Regions from separate parts of the Mus musculus genome. Here regions 2, 3 and 4 are each linked to region 1. Evidence: chromatin contacts called from public Hi-C, HiChIP or PLAC-seq and promoter capture Hi-C data. All regions are on one chromosome and are shown on one strand. The core of a region is the stretch at or near the end of the contact, and the rest is flanking DNA. Distances in the headings are between cores, read along the strand shown.

Evidence for each region. Promoter capture Hi-C pulls out the DNA fragments that hold promoters and counts their contacts. A called contact is a pair of places that touch in the nucleus more often than the background predicts. HiChIP or PLAC-seq counts read pairs in DNA pulled down with a chosen protein or histone mark.
Region 2: a contact with region 1 is called in a promoter capture Hi-C map of hematopoietic stem and progenitor cells. The contact joins the promoter of Ptpn13 here to the promoter of 1700016H13Rik in region 1. A contact is called at or near these places in 16 of 39 promoter capture datasets (the 3T3-L1 cell line, 3T3-L1-derived adipocytes, the C10 cell line and 10 more), 2 of 15 datasets of contacts at CTCF or cohesin (the NIH/3T3 cell line and embryonic stem cells), 17 of 484 Hi-C or Micro-C datasets (the AtT-20 cell line, B cells, the C2C12 cell line and 8 more), 17 of 115 datasets of contacts at active chromatin or transcription factors (craniofacial prominence, effector CD8 T cells, embryonic basal ganglia and 8 more) and 5 of 9 other capture datasets (adipose tissue, embryonic stem cells, liver and 2 more).
Region 3: a contact with region 1 is called in a Hi-C map of Th1 cells, with 2.4 times the contacts expected there. The contact joins the enhancer-like site here to the promoter of 1700016H13Rik in region 1. A contact is called at or near these places in 10 of 39 promoter capture datasets (the 3T3-L1 cell line, 3T3-L1-derived adipocytes, the C10 cell line and 6 more), 3 of 15 datasets of contacts at CTCF or cohesin (CD8 T cells and embryonic stem cells), 23 of 484 Hi-C or Micro-C datasets (the C2C12 cell line, CD8 T cells, the G1E-ER4 cell line and 12 more), 10 of 115 datasets of contacts at active chromatin or transcription factors (bone marrow-derived macrophages, craniofacial prominence, embryonic basal ganglia and 5 more) and 5 of 9 other capture datasets (adipose tissue, embryonic stem cells, liver and 2 more).
Region 4: an H3K4me3 HiChIP or PLAC-seq map of bone marrow-derived macrophages shows a contact between it and region 1, with 4 times the contacts expected there. The contact joins the enhancer-like site here to the promoter of 1700016H13Rik in region 1. A contact is called at or near these places in 2 of 39 promoter capture datasets (liver and stem cell-derived epiblast-like cells), 2 of 15 datasets of contacts at CTCF or cohesin (both in the NIH/3T3 cell line), 4 of 484 Hi-C or Micro-C datasets (MC3T3-E1-derived osteoblasts, group 2 innate lymphoid cells, neural progenitor cells and 1 more), 1 of 115 datasets of contacts at active chromatin or transcription factors (bone marrow-derived macrophages) and 3 of 9 other capture datasets (adipose tissue, liver and macrophages).

What each region holds. Positions count from the first base shown.
Region 1 is chr5:103,654,392-103,657,046 of GRCm38.p6, reverse strand. 1700016H13Rik (RIKEN cDNA 1700016H13 gene) reads left to right here and starts at 1,323. Exons shown (of 4, transcript NM_028824.1): 1 at 1,323-1,602; 2 at 1,991-2,125. The coding sequence starts at 2,061. Gm42138 (a long non-coding RNA gene) reads right to left here and starts at 1,350. Exons shown (of 3, transcript XR_880498.2): 1 at 925-1,350.
Region 2 is chr5:103,423,897-103,426,551 of GRCm38.p6, reverse strand. It overlaps Ptpn13 (protein tyrosine phosphatase, non-receptor type 13), which reads right to left and starts at 1,360. Exons shown (of 48, transcript NM_011204.2): 1 at 1,016-1,360.
Region 3 is chr5:103,441,047-103,443,701 of GRCm38.p6, reverse strand. All of the region lies in intron 1 of Ptpn13 (protein tyrosine phosphatase, non-receptor type 13), which reads right to left. Among named protein-coding and RNA genes, the nearest start is that of Ptpn13, 17 kb to the right of the region's middle. Within about 2 kb of position 1,316, at least 22 of the 459 cell types and tissues checked have an H3K27ac peak or open chromatin away from gene starts, as enhancers often do. A contact at or near this core is called in CD8 T cells, Th1 cells, Th2 cells and 1 more, where this site is marked.
Region 4 is chr5:103,471,592-103,474,246 of GRCm38.p6, reverse strand. All of the region lies in intron 2 of Ptpn13 (protein tyrosine phosphatase, non-receptor type 13), which reads right to left. Among named protein-coding and RNA genes, the nearest start is that of Ptpn13, 48 kb to the right of the region's middle. Within about 2 kb of position 1,351, at least 13 of the 459 cell types and tissues checked have an H3K27ac peak or open chromatin away from gene starts, as enhancers often do. A contact at or near this core is called in bone marrow-derived macrophages and group 2 innate lymphoid cells, where this site is marked.

The DNA of each region.
Region 1 (2,655 bases), core at 74-2,573:
ATCCTGGAGCTGTTGAGTTGATGGTTCTAGCTTTGGGTCTCTATGGAGTTTCAGTCAAGACTGTGTATGTATGTGCACTCCATGCATGCCTGGTGCCTTCGGAGTTCAGAAGAGGGTGCTGCACACCCAGGAGTCTGAGTTGTTGATGGCTGTGAGCCACCACACGGGTGCTTGGAACCAAACTAAGGCTGGTGGGCACATTGCAGTCTCCATCTATGCTAACTGAAATCAAATCGGGCTGAACTCTCCTACACTGGTCACATAATCCATGGTGGGGGGCTTCACCCCTGTGGCACAGACATTCCCCATTTGGACTACAGACACAATGAATCGGGCTTCTATACATTCTAGTTTCTTGTAGGCACAGAAGTACCTTCTACAGATAAGCCAGCTCCGCAGTTGCTGGCGGACATCCCATCATGCAGCTCGTCCCGTAACTTCCCACAACTTTTATTTTTTCTTTTTCTTTTGGAAAATGGAGGAAGCCCGGACATGTTTTCCGGGACATTCTAGGCTCAGTGATAGATCACTATCCTGCTCTGCGTGTGTGTGTGTGTGTGTGTGTGTGTGTGTGTGTGTGTGTGTGTGTGTGTGTGTGTGCGTGTGTGTGTTCATTCTTTGCGCTAGGAGAATTTGCTAGGCAGGGCGGATGGTACTTTCCTGTAGCTCCAGCCTAGCACTTGGGAAGCTGAAATAGATTTGCTGCAAGTCTGAAGCAAGCCTGGGCTACATAGTGGTTCTAGGCCAGTCTGGACTGTTTCAACAAAAACAGAAAAGAACAGCGACAGGTAGAGGGATCAGAGTATTTAACCTTAAAAGCTCGCCCTGAATTCACTATAAATGGAGGAGTTTCATTCCTTCCCTCTCAACAGAACCCTCTGTTTCATAGCGTTGATACTAAACTCACAATGATATAACCCTTACCTCGGGCTAGAAGCTCTCAGGCCTAGTCTTTAGTTCTCATAACCCGTGAAACATACACATATGATAGCCTCTTTGCTTTATGACGTCATTTAGGCTCGACGGAGGGACACAGGGAATGTCCTGGTGTTAGCAAGGGACAACTCTAGCAAAACCCTCCCGCATAGTGCCACGGTTTGCTTGGGACCCTAAGAGGTGCCTACATGAACAGGAACACGGAGCTGTCGCTGGATCCTCGAGAGTGGGCGTGGGACAATGACTGTCACCCACTGGGGCGAAGTGACTCCCATTAGGCAGGCTGGATCTGCGCCCCGCGCGCACACAAAGCCCTTTATTGAGGCACCGGGTGACGCAGGGTAGGCGCCGGGTGAGCGCCTGATGAGCCCCGCACCTGAGCAATCAGGCGCACCAGCAAGCAGGAGCACGAGCAAGCAAGCCGGCGCAAGTCGGCGGCTGGGCCGCTGCGAGTGCGCGGCCATGTGCACCTAGCGCGAGCTGCCCTGGGTCGGGGGCGCGGCCAGGGTGCGGCTGACCTGTGGGGTACAGGGGTTCCGGGAGCAGCACGGGCTGGAAGGGCGAGGCCGGCACTCGCTACCGCGCCCTAGCCGGTTCTGTCTGGAACTGAGAGCAGGAAAGGGCCGTGCCCTTAGGTAGCCAGCGCACCCCTGGGGTTCCATGCCGGTGAGGCTGGGTCGTTGTCCCCACCACAACCACTAGGGCGCGCAGCTACGAGACCAGGCGACGGGACTCAGGAGTACTCAATGACCGCCTACCGTGCCTGGGTGCGGGGGTGGGGGGGGTGGGGGGTGGGGGGGGGTGGGGTGGGGGTTACCAACTGCAGTCTTGCTCCGGATGACCCTCGCCTGGCTTTCCCTCACCTTAGACTCTTACTGAACTGATTGAGCGACTTCCTGGAAATGAACAGAACTAGCTCGTATGTTCATGGTTCAGGTCCAGTGAATGTTTATGATTCTTGACAGCCCTAAATGCTTTCTCCTAGCCTTTGATTATTTGGCCATAAAACTATTCAAATGAGAGCTGTTAATTAGGCCTGTCGCTGTTCTTTCAGGCAAAGTGCAAACAGCGGTGCAGATGTTACATCAGGCTCCTATGTAAGGAAACCACTGTGATCATTTGTCATGGCGTATGGCTTGCCAAGAAGGAACACAGTACAAACCATTTTGAAGGGCAGCTGTTATAAAGTGTAAGTACACACATACACACACATACACACACACACACACATTACCATGGCTGGAGCTTGCAACAGGGGCTGGGCACTTCTGTTCGCATTGTTACTGGAGTATATGGAAGCACTTGAATGGATCTAGATTTTGTCTTAAAAAGACTAGTTGAAAATTATTTTTATTTTGTTTGTACCTGCCTCTGTATTCACACTGCATTTGAGCAGGTGCCCATGAAGACCAAAAGACTGTGTCGGATCCGCTGGTATTGAAGTTACAGGTGTTACAGCGTCTCTCTGTAGATGCTGGCAACCAAACCTAGGTCCTATTTGCAAAAGCTGTTTGTGCTCTTAATGGGTGATCCATCTTTCCAGCTTCCTGAATGGTACTTTTGTAAGAATATATGAACAGGGGTTAGAGACGAAGCTCATGGATTAAGAGCTCTTGCAAAGGACCTGAGATTGGTTTCCTGCAACCTCCCACAAGGTGGCTCACAACCGTCCCTAACTCCGGTTTTATTAGATCTGTCGCCCCCTTCTGGACCAAATGG
Region 2 (2,655 bases), core at 111-2,610, 230 kb after region 1:
TATCTTTATGAACTTAGTAAAAAAAAAAAATGCAAGTGAAAAATAACTTGTACCTCATCACCACTACTGGCAGCCAATGAAAATGAAGCAGGTTTTGACCCCGACCCTGCCAACCCGGTTCAAGAACTTGGGAAAATACCAACGCCTGTTTCATAATACAGGTACTTTTTTTCTTCCCGTCCTTTAATAAGCTCTCTAGACAGACCTTTTTAAATCTTCCTAATTAGTTAGCAGCGTCCTTCAACCCACATATCAGGTGTCCCACATTTTCTGTATGTCCCGCCTAGAAAACAAACCCGATTGCCCCATTTTCGGAAAGGTAAACTCAGCTCCAGGCAGCTACCTATGAAGTCACCGCGTTTGTTATTTCAAAGATGCAATTAAGCGAAAATGACAGAAGGTTGTCTAAAAGATTAGTCGCAAATACGGGGAGGTGTCGATCTTACACAGGGAAAGAAACCTGCACTCTGTGACTCGCTCCCATGTCTCCCCATCCTCGCTTCTCCAATACACAACAGAAGGAAATTAAATTTCCAAAGTTCCTTGACTTTGGCTTAACTTTTAACTTTGCAGCTCTCGGCGCTCACGTTATCGAGCAAAGTGGAGAAAAGAAAGGCTGGCCTGCAGCAGAGAGAAGCAAACTTTACTAGAGCCTGTCCCCGTCCCTACCCCCTTCTCGGAGCCCTTACACAGACACATTCTTCTGGGCGGCTTCTAACCACACCATGTCCACAATCATTTACAGAAATTAGAAACAGACTCCGGGAGCCCTTCCCACCGCGCGCTCGGCGCAAGGCTGTCCGCACCAGCTCCACGGGGCAGCGTCACTCGCTGTGGCCCACAGCCCGTCGCTCCCTCCCACTCGGGGGTCTCAGCCAGGATTAAACTGCAAGCAGCTCGCGCTCCCCGCCCTCGGCGCACCAGGGATGCCACCATCCGAACCGAGGGGAGCCGAAGAGACGTCCCAGAGGCCCGCACATCCCACCCCCCGGGTCCGGCCACGCGTGCTTCTTACCGGCGCGTGGGGAGCCCCGGTGCGGCGACCGGAGCGCAGCGCGCGGGCACCGAGAGCCGCCGCCTCTTCTTCCCCGAGCTGCTTCGGGCGTGCGCAGAGAGGGTCGGCGGCGACAGAAGCAGCATCGCCGGGCGGCGACCCCCGCCGAGCTCCCGCCCGCCCGCCGCGACTTCGCAGCGCCTCAACGACGGCCGCCCGCGCGCGGCGCTGTCCAGGAGGCTGAGGCGGACGGGAGAGCCGGGGAGCGCTGCTCGGCAGCGGCGCGGAGACCTCGGAGAACTGTGACCATGGTGTGTCACCCTCGCCGCGGCGCGCCCGGCCCAGCTCCTCACGGCGCGCAGCTCCTCCTCGGCCCGACGCATCGGCCCCGCCCCTTGCCCTGTCAGTCAACCCCGCCCGCGCGCGGACAGGACCGCAGGTCCGGGACCCTGCACTCCGCTTCTCCCCATTGGTCCGCCAGGAGCCCCACCCCGCCTCCTCCCTTGGGACCGAGTCTCTGGGGAGACCTGCGCCCCGGTTGCCATGACAACCGGTGCCTTGGGTCGGGCTCCTCACTCTTCTTTTGGCCCCGCGCTGGGGTCGAGGGCGCCAGGGCAGGGTTCTGCTGTGTGCACTCTCCACTGTGCAGACTTGGGGATGAAGCCTCTTGGGCTCCCCCAACTTCAGACCCAGAACTTTCCGAAACGCGCGAGGAAGAGTGACAGACGCGAAGCTGCCGGCCCCTCCCCCTCCTCGCAGCCTTGCTCCCAGATTCTCTCCGGGCGACCCAGGCAATGAAAGAAGGTGGAGAGAGAGGGAACGTCGCCCTGCCAGCTCCCCCAGCTACACAGCAACCGAGAAATGGTGTGGGCAGTGAATCGGCTCCGCCGGGTTCCCACAGCTGTGAAGAGACTTTCAAAGGTGTGCTGCGACAGCACAGCCTCAAAGATCCCCCCGGAAAACTCAAATACTCGCGTTTTCGTGAGAAACAAGATTTTTGCCCTGATATTTTGTGAACTTGGCAACCCCAGCGTTAAAAGTTTTACGGTAAAACCACCTAATTGATAAACCATTTCTTTAAACACACAACAGCTTGGCGAAGGTGTATCCTCGTAGCGATTTCTTTCCTGCAAACTAAAACATTCTAAGTTCAATTATTTGCAAGGAAACCTTGCAGAATTCACGAGCAGAATAGCATCTTGTAATGTGGGTTTTAAAGGGTTTTTTGCTATCGTTCTCTTTGGTGCTATATAAGGTTACTAATACATTCAGTAACACATACAGGGTTAATTTTGTCTGAGATCCTATATGGACCTTTATTTACTTTAAGGATCTCCTCAAAATGGAGAGAAGAGGCTCGTCTGGCTTCTCCGGGCAAGCTGCAATCCCAGGTTCCCCAGCCCCTGAGGCTTTGGTACAGGTGTGATGAATGAGGGAATTAATTAATGATTTACCTTTGGCTACTATTTGAGTTTTCATTATCTCATTTACTAAATGAATAGCTGTGATGGATGTCTTCAAATATGCCTTGCACGTACGCACTGAATGGCATCTCTCTAACTCCATGGAAAACGAGAGCAGAAACCCAAATCCCTGTCCTCAAGGAGTCAAACATGGAGCCTGAGGGAGAAAGCTAGCCCTCCAGGAACAATCTGAAACCT
Region 3 (2,655 bases), core at 67-2,566, 210 kb after region 1:
CAAGCAACTGCTAGACATTTGGACTTTTTGATGGTATACAGCCATTGCTGAACTAGCTGGACCCCAGCCTGTAAGCCATTCTAATAAATGCCCCATGTGCATGCATACACACATGTATGTATATATATAGGCATTCATTCTATAAATTGTGTTCCTCTAGAGAATTCTGACTAATACATGACGATTCCTAATTTTTAACAATATTTAGAAAATTTTAGCCCATATTTTCTCAAGTTTTTATTTCATGCCTCTTTGCCCTCTTCCTCAAGGATTCAAATTTCACATGAATTATTAGGTCACTTGCAGCTTTCATATTCATTGATATCCTGTTCATTTTCAATCTTAGTAAATTTATTGTTCTGTTAATTTTTTGTTGCTATGGCAAAAATACAAACACAACAACCACCACCAACAACAAACAACTTAACAATATAAAGGAGGAAATGGTTAACTTTGGCTCATGGTTTCAGCCCATGTTCATCTGGTTCCACTGAGTGAGAGCTGTGGTGAGGCACAGCACAGATAAGGAGCCCACGCTGGAGCAAAGGGACTCACCTCACAATGGGCAGGAAGGAGAAGGAAAAGGCGAGGGAAGAGGAGAGAGCGCGGAGAGGGAGAACTTAGGGACCTATGCTCCCAGAAGCCGAAGCCCCAACTAGGCCACGCCCTCTAATAGATAACTCTGCTAAGAATTTTTCCGTGGATTAGCCCACCACTGAACATGGTCAAATGTAAGTCATCTCAATAGTAAAAATCAGTTGGTTGGGGACATTTTATACCAAACCCCAAATTTCCCTAACCGTTGCATCTCTGAACGTTTGTTTATACAGAAACACAGTTGGTATACAGCATAAAATTTATTTTAATTTATCCAACAATTTTAACATTTTTGTTATTTATAAGTCAGTCTTGATTACTGAGTTATCTTCTCATTTTTTTTTTCTGCTTATTTGACTCCCAGGGCATTTTTTAATGAATTTTATGTCGGTAAAATGTTCAGTTGACTGTGAAATTATCTGAGGAACTAGAAGTTTGATATTTTTTAGGTATTAAAGATAAGTTAAGCTTATCCAGGTCAATGCGCAGTGGGGGCAAACAACTGTTTCCTACCAGGGAACTTGCCCCCTGCACACCCCAATACCTGGGTGTCTTGAGGTCCTCCAGGCTGCTTTTGGGGGGCACGTTATCACTGGCCTAACATGAGGCAAATGCTTTTCTTCTCGTTCTTTTGTTTGGTTCCTTTTTCAAGCTTGGGTAGGTTCCCTGCACACATGAGAATCTGGTTACTCATCTAGAAACTCAAAGACTCCTTCTTCTGTGGGGCTCCAGCATCCTCCTCACCCCCACTACTCAGCGCCTTGACACCAGCTTTCTGAACCCAGACAGTCATTTCTCTACCAGGTTTCTCCTCTCTGCTGCCACATCCTGGAAACTCTCTCAATGTAGTAAGCAGCAAAATCACACAGCGCAAGCTGTGCCCTCGCCTTGGGGATTGCTGCCTTGTATTACCTGATGTTCACTGTACGAAAAATTCTTTGGGAGAGTTTATCTGTATTCCAGCTTTTGCAGGAAGTCGGGTAAAATTCATTCCTGTTATTCCATCTTTGCTGGAAGCAGAACTCTCACAAGATTATTGTATTTATTTCTCTAAACTAAGTCACAGTAAATGGCATCTCAGCCCAATTTCCCCTGATGGATTGGGGTCAGATCTTACACAGTTAAGAGGTTGGCCCTTTAGATTATTTCTGTGAGTCTTTTCATTAACGGTCTTAAAGCCGGCCATTCTTCTGTTTAAAAGGCACATTTGAAAGGAATAGTATTAAGGCTAAGGAATGTTAATGCTATGAAGAAGAATGTCTGGAAGTTTGTGCCGCCAAAGTCAATTACAACGTGATTTTCCTTCCTCACAGTTTCTCTAAGAAGGATTTTTTCTTTTTTCTTTTTCTTTTTTTTTTTTTTTACAATTCTTGCCAATGAAAAGAACATTCACAGAGACAGCACAGAGACACTGAATGCACAGGCATGAGAAGAATGGCTGGCCTTGAGGAAGACCGACAATAGAGAAATCCTAGAATCCAAGTCCCTGATACATGGACACTTGAGAGATCTTGTGTGTGAGGACTATCCTGATCTTTATACAAAACCCAGTGTTTACTTCAGTGATATAGAAGGGAGGGATAGTGACCAGCCATCTTGAATCATTCCTATCACTATTATCCTCCAATAAATGTCAAGTATATATACATAGTGAATTCACATGAGAGAAGCCAGGACTCGGGCTAGAACACACGCTGCCAAGCCAGGGCCTTGGTTTGGCCTACAGGCTTGCCTTGGTAGGCATGCAGGGCGAATGGCCACAGAATCGTTAACAGATACATACATACATACATATATATATATGTATATATATATATATATATATATATATATATATATATTTTTTTTTTTAAAGCCAATAGTTAGAAGATTCCACAAGTTAAAAGAGATTTCATTCAAAAAATCCTGGAGAAGAGTTAAGAGTTATGGTAGACCTCAAGATAAGCAGCAATAGGCCAGGGCGCCCACGTTCACTGTCAAATCTCTTGTTACCATCATACTGCTCAGGTGCCAGGCCTTTTTTTTTTTTTTTTTTTTTTTCCTCTCCTCTGGATATTT
Region 4 (2,655 bases), core at 102-2,601, 180 kb after region 1:
AAAAGGAACATGACCACTTGAATATGGCGGATGGTTGGCTTCCAGAGAGAAAGAGCCAACTCAAAGGCAATCAGGAAATTAAGTCTGGAGAGGGAATAGCAAGAATTTTGGCAGAGAAATGGTACCGAATACGGAAAAATCGAATTATAAAGTGTGGGGGGCAGGGGGCGCAGCATGACTTTTCTCTTTTAAAAATACACAGAAATGCCACAAATGTTTTCGAAGTGGTTTTAAAGTGCCATGTAATAAATCTGGAGCAATTTTGACCACAAAACGCATTGCTTTCAATTTCCAAAACATATACATGACATTTAAGTACTGGATTCTTGAGGTAATGTAGTCAAACCACAGAATATATTTTTAAATAATTATAAAGGCTTATGCAAACCTACAAGTGAGGGGATTTTAGAGTTGCGGCTGGAATCAGTCTTTAATTCCCACTTCCTGACAACCAAACGGAAGGAACTCAAAGCAAATGTTTTCAAAATCCTTCAAAGAATGTTGGCCAAAGAATATTCAAAAAGTAGGTTCCAGAAGCTTAGAGTGAGCGCTAAGGCCTGTGCCTCGGCTGTGCGCTGACCACACTCCAAGAACACTATTATTATGAAAAAGTAAACCTGATATGAACCAACTCCAGCAGTCAACGTGGTTCTTTCTGGAGACTACTAACATTCCGCGGGAGGAGTTGCTGTTCAAGCTCAACCAGCCAGGGGTGCAGTTAGAAACTTGGTATGGAAAGAAACAACTTCAAGCACATTTCAGTGTTCTCTCAAACTAAAAACCTATCACAATTTAACAGCCCTTCTTTCTTCCTGGGCCCTGCCATTTCCTTTAGAATTCCACCTTGGACTGTGCGACTGTAATCCCGCACTCAGGATGCTGAGGCTGGAGGGCAGGCACGTTATGAGCCTGAGGACAACCTGGGCTATTTAGTAGTTTAAGGACATCTTGGGTTACATAGCAAGACTCTTGTCTCCAAAAATAAATAAAATAAAAAGGTAAATGATTGTAATCGGGCTAAAAACATGGTATAAGGGAACAGTCAGCAAAGGCAACAGGGACTAATTAAGAAATTCAGAATAAAATCATCTCATGTGCACATTCCTGCTCTAGTTCAAGCAGTTCATGGAGAGAATTTACAGACCTCTTGGTTCTATGTTCTATTAGGGTAGCTGACAAAAATCTATGTAGAACTTACTGTCCAAAACTGAAGAATTTGATAAAGCTACTTATAATACAGAATTCTCTAAATACTCAGTCCTTTTCATATGTGCATTAGAACCCATATACGTATAAATCAATCTCCTGATTCAGCTTCATACTGAAACAAAAACTGCTTGGGACAGCTATTCTCCATTTCCTGTCATCCTCCGCCACCATCTAGGCCTCTTCCTTTCTCCCTCCGTCGCCTTATCTCCCTTCCTCTTTCCTCATAGTAGCATTTTGTGATAAATTATGATCTTCTGAAATTATAGTATATACTACAGGGTGATTAATTATAAATCTAGAACTTATTTGTTCCTAAATTTTGTTCCTACTTTCTAAATGTCACTTTCTCTAACGTGAAACAGGATGGAATAAACATTCCCATTCTGAAAATGAAACTGGACAAATGCTCTCAGTGTACCTGTGACACTAACACTATCAGAGTACCTGTGACACTCATGCTCTCAGTGTACCTGTGACACTCATGCTCTCAGCATACCTGTGACACTCATGCTCTCAGTGTACCTGTGACACTCATGCTCTCAGCATACCTGTGACACTCATGCTCTCAGCATACCTGTGACACTCATGCTCTCAGTGTACCTGTGACACTCATGCTCTCAGCATACCTGTGACACTCATGCTCTCAGCATACCTGTGACACTCATGCTCTCAGTGTACCTGTGACACTAACACTATCAGAGTACCTGTGACACTCATGCTCTCAGTGTACCTGTGACACTCATGCTCTCAGCATACCTGTGACACTCATGCTCTCAGTGTACCTGTGAAACTCATGCTCTCAGCATACCTGTGACACTCATGCTCTCAGCATACCTGTGACACTCATGCTCTCAGTGTACCTGTGACACTCATGCTCTCAGTGTACCTGTGACACTCATGCTCTCAGCATACCTGTGACACTCATGCTCTCAGTGTACCTGTGACACTCATGCTCTCAGCATACCTGTGACACTCATGCTCTCAGCATACCTGTGACACTCATGCTCTCAGTGTACCTGTGACACTCATGCTCTCAGTGTACCTGTGACACTCATGCTCTCAGCATACCTGTGACACTCATGCTCTCAGTGTACCTGTGACACTCATGCTCTCAGCATACCTGTGACACTCATGCTTTCAGTGTACCTGTGACACTCATGCTCTCAGTGTACCTGTGACACTCATGCTCTCAGCATACCTGTGACACTCATGCTCTCAGTGTACCTGTGACACTCATACTCTCAGTGTACCTGTGACACTCATGCTCTCAGCATACCTGTGACACTCATGCTCTCAGCGTACCTGTGACACTCATGCTCTCAGTGTACCTGTGACACTCATGCTCTCAGCGTACCTGTGACACTCATGCTCTCAGTGTACCTGTGACACTCATGCTCTCAGCATACCTGTGACACTCATGCTTTCAGTGTACCTGTGACACTCATG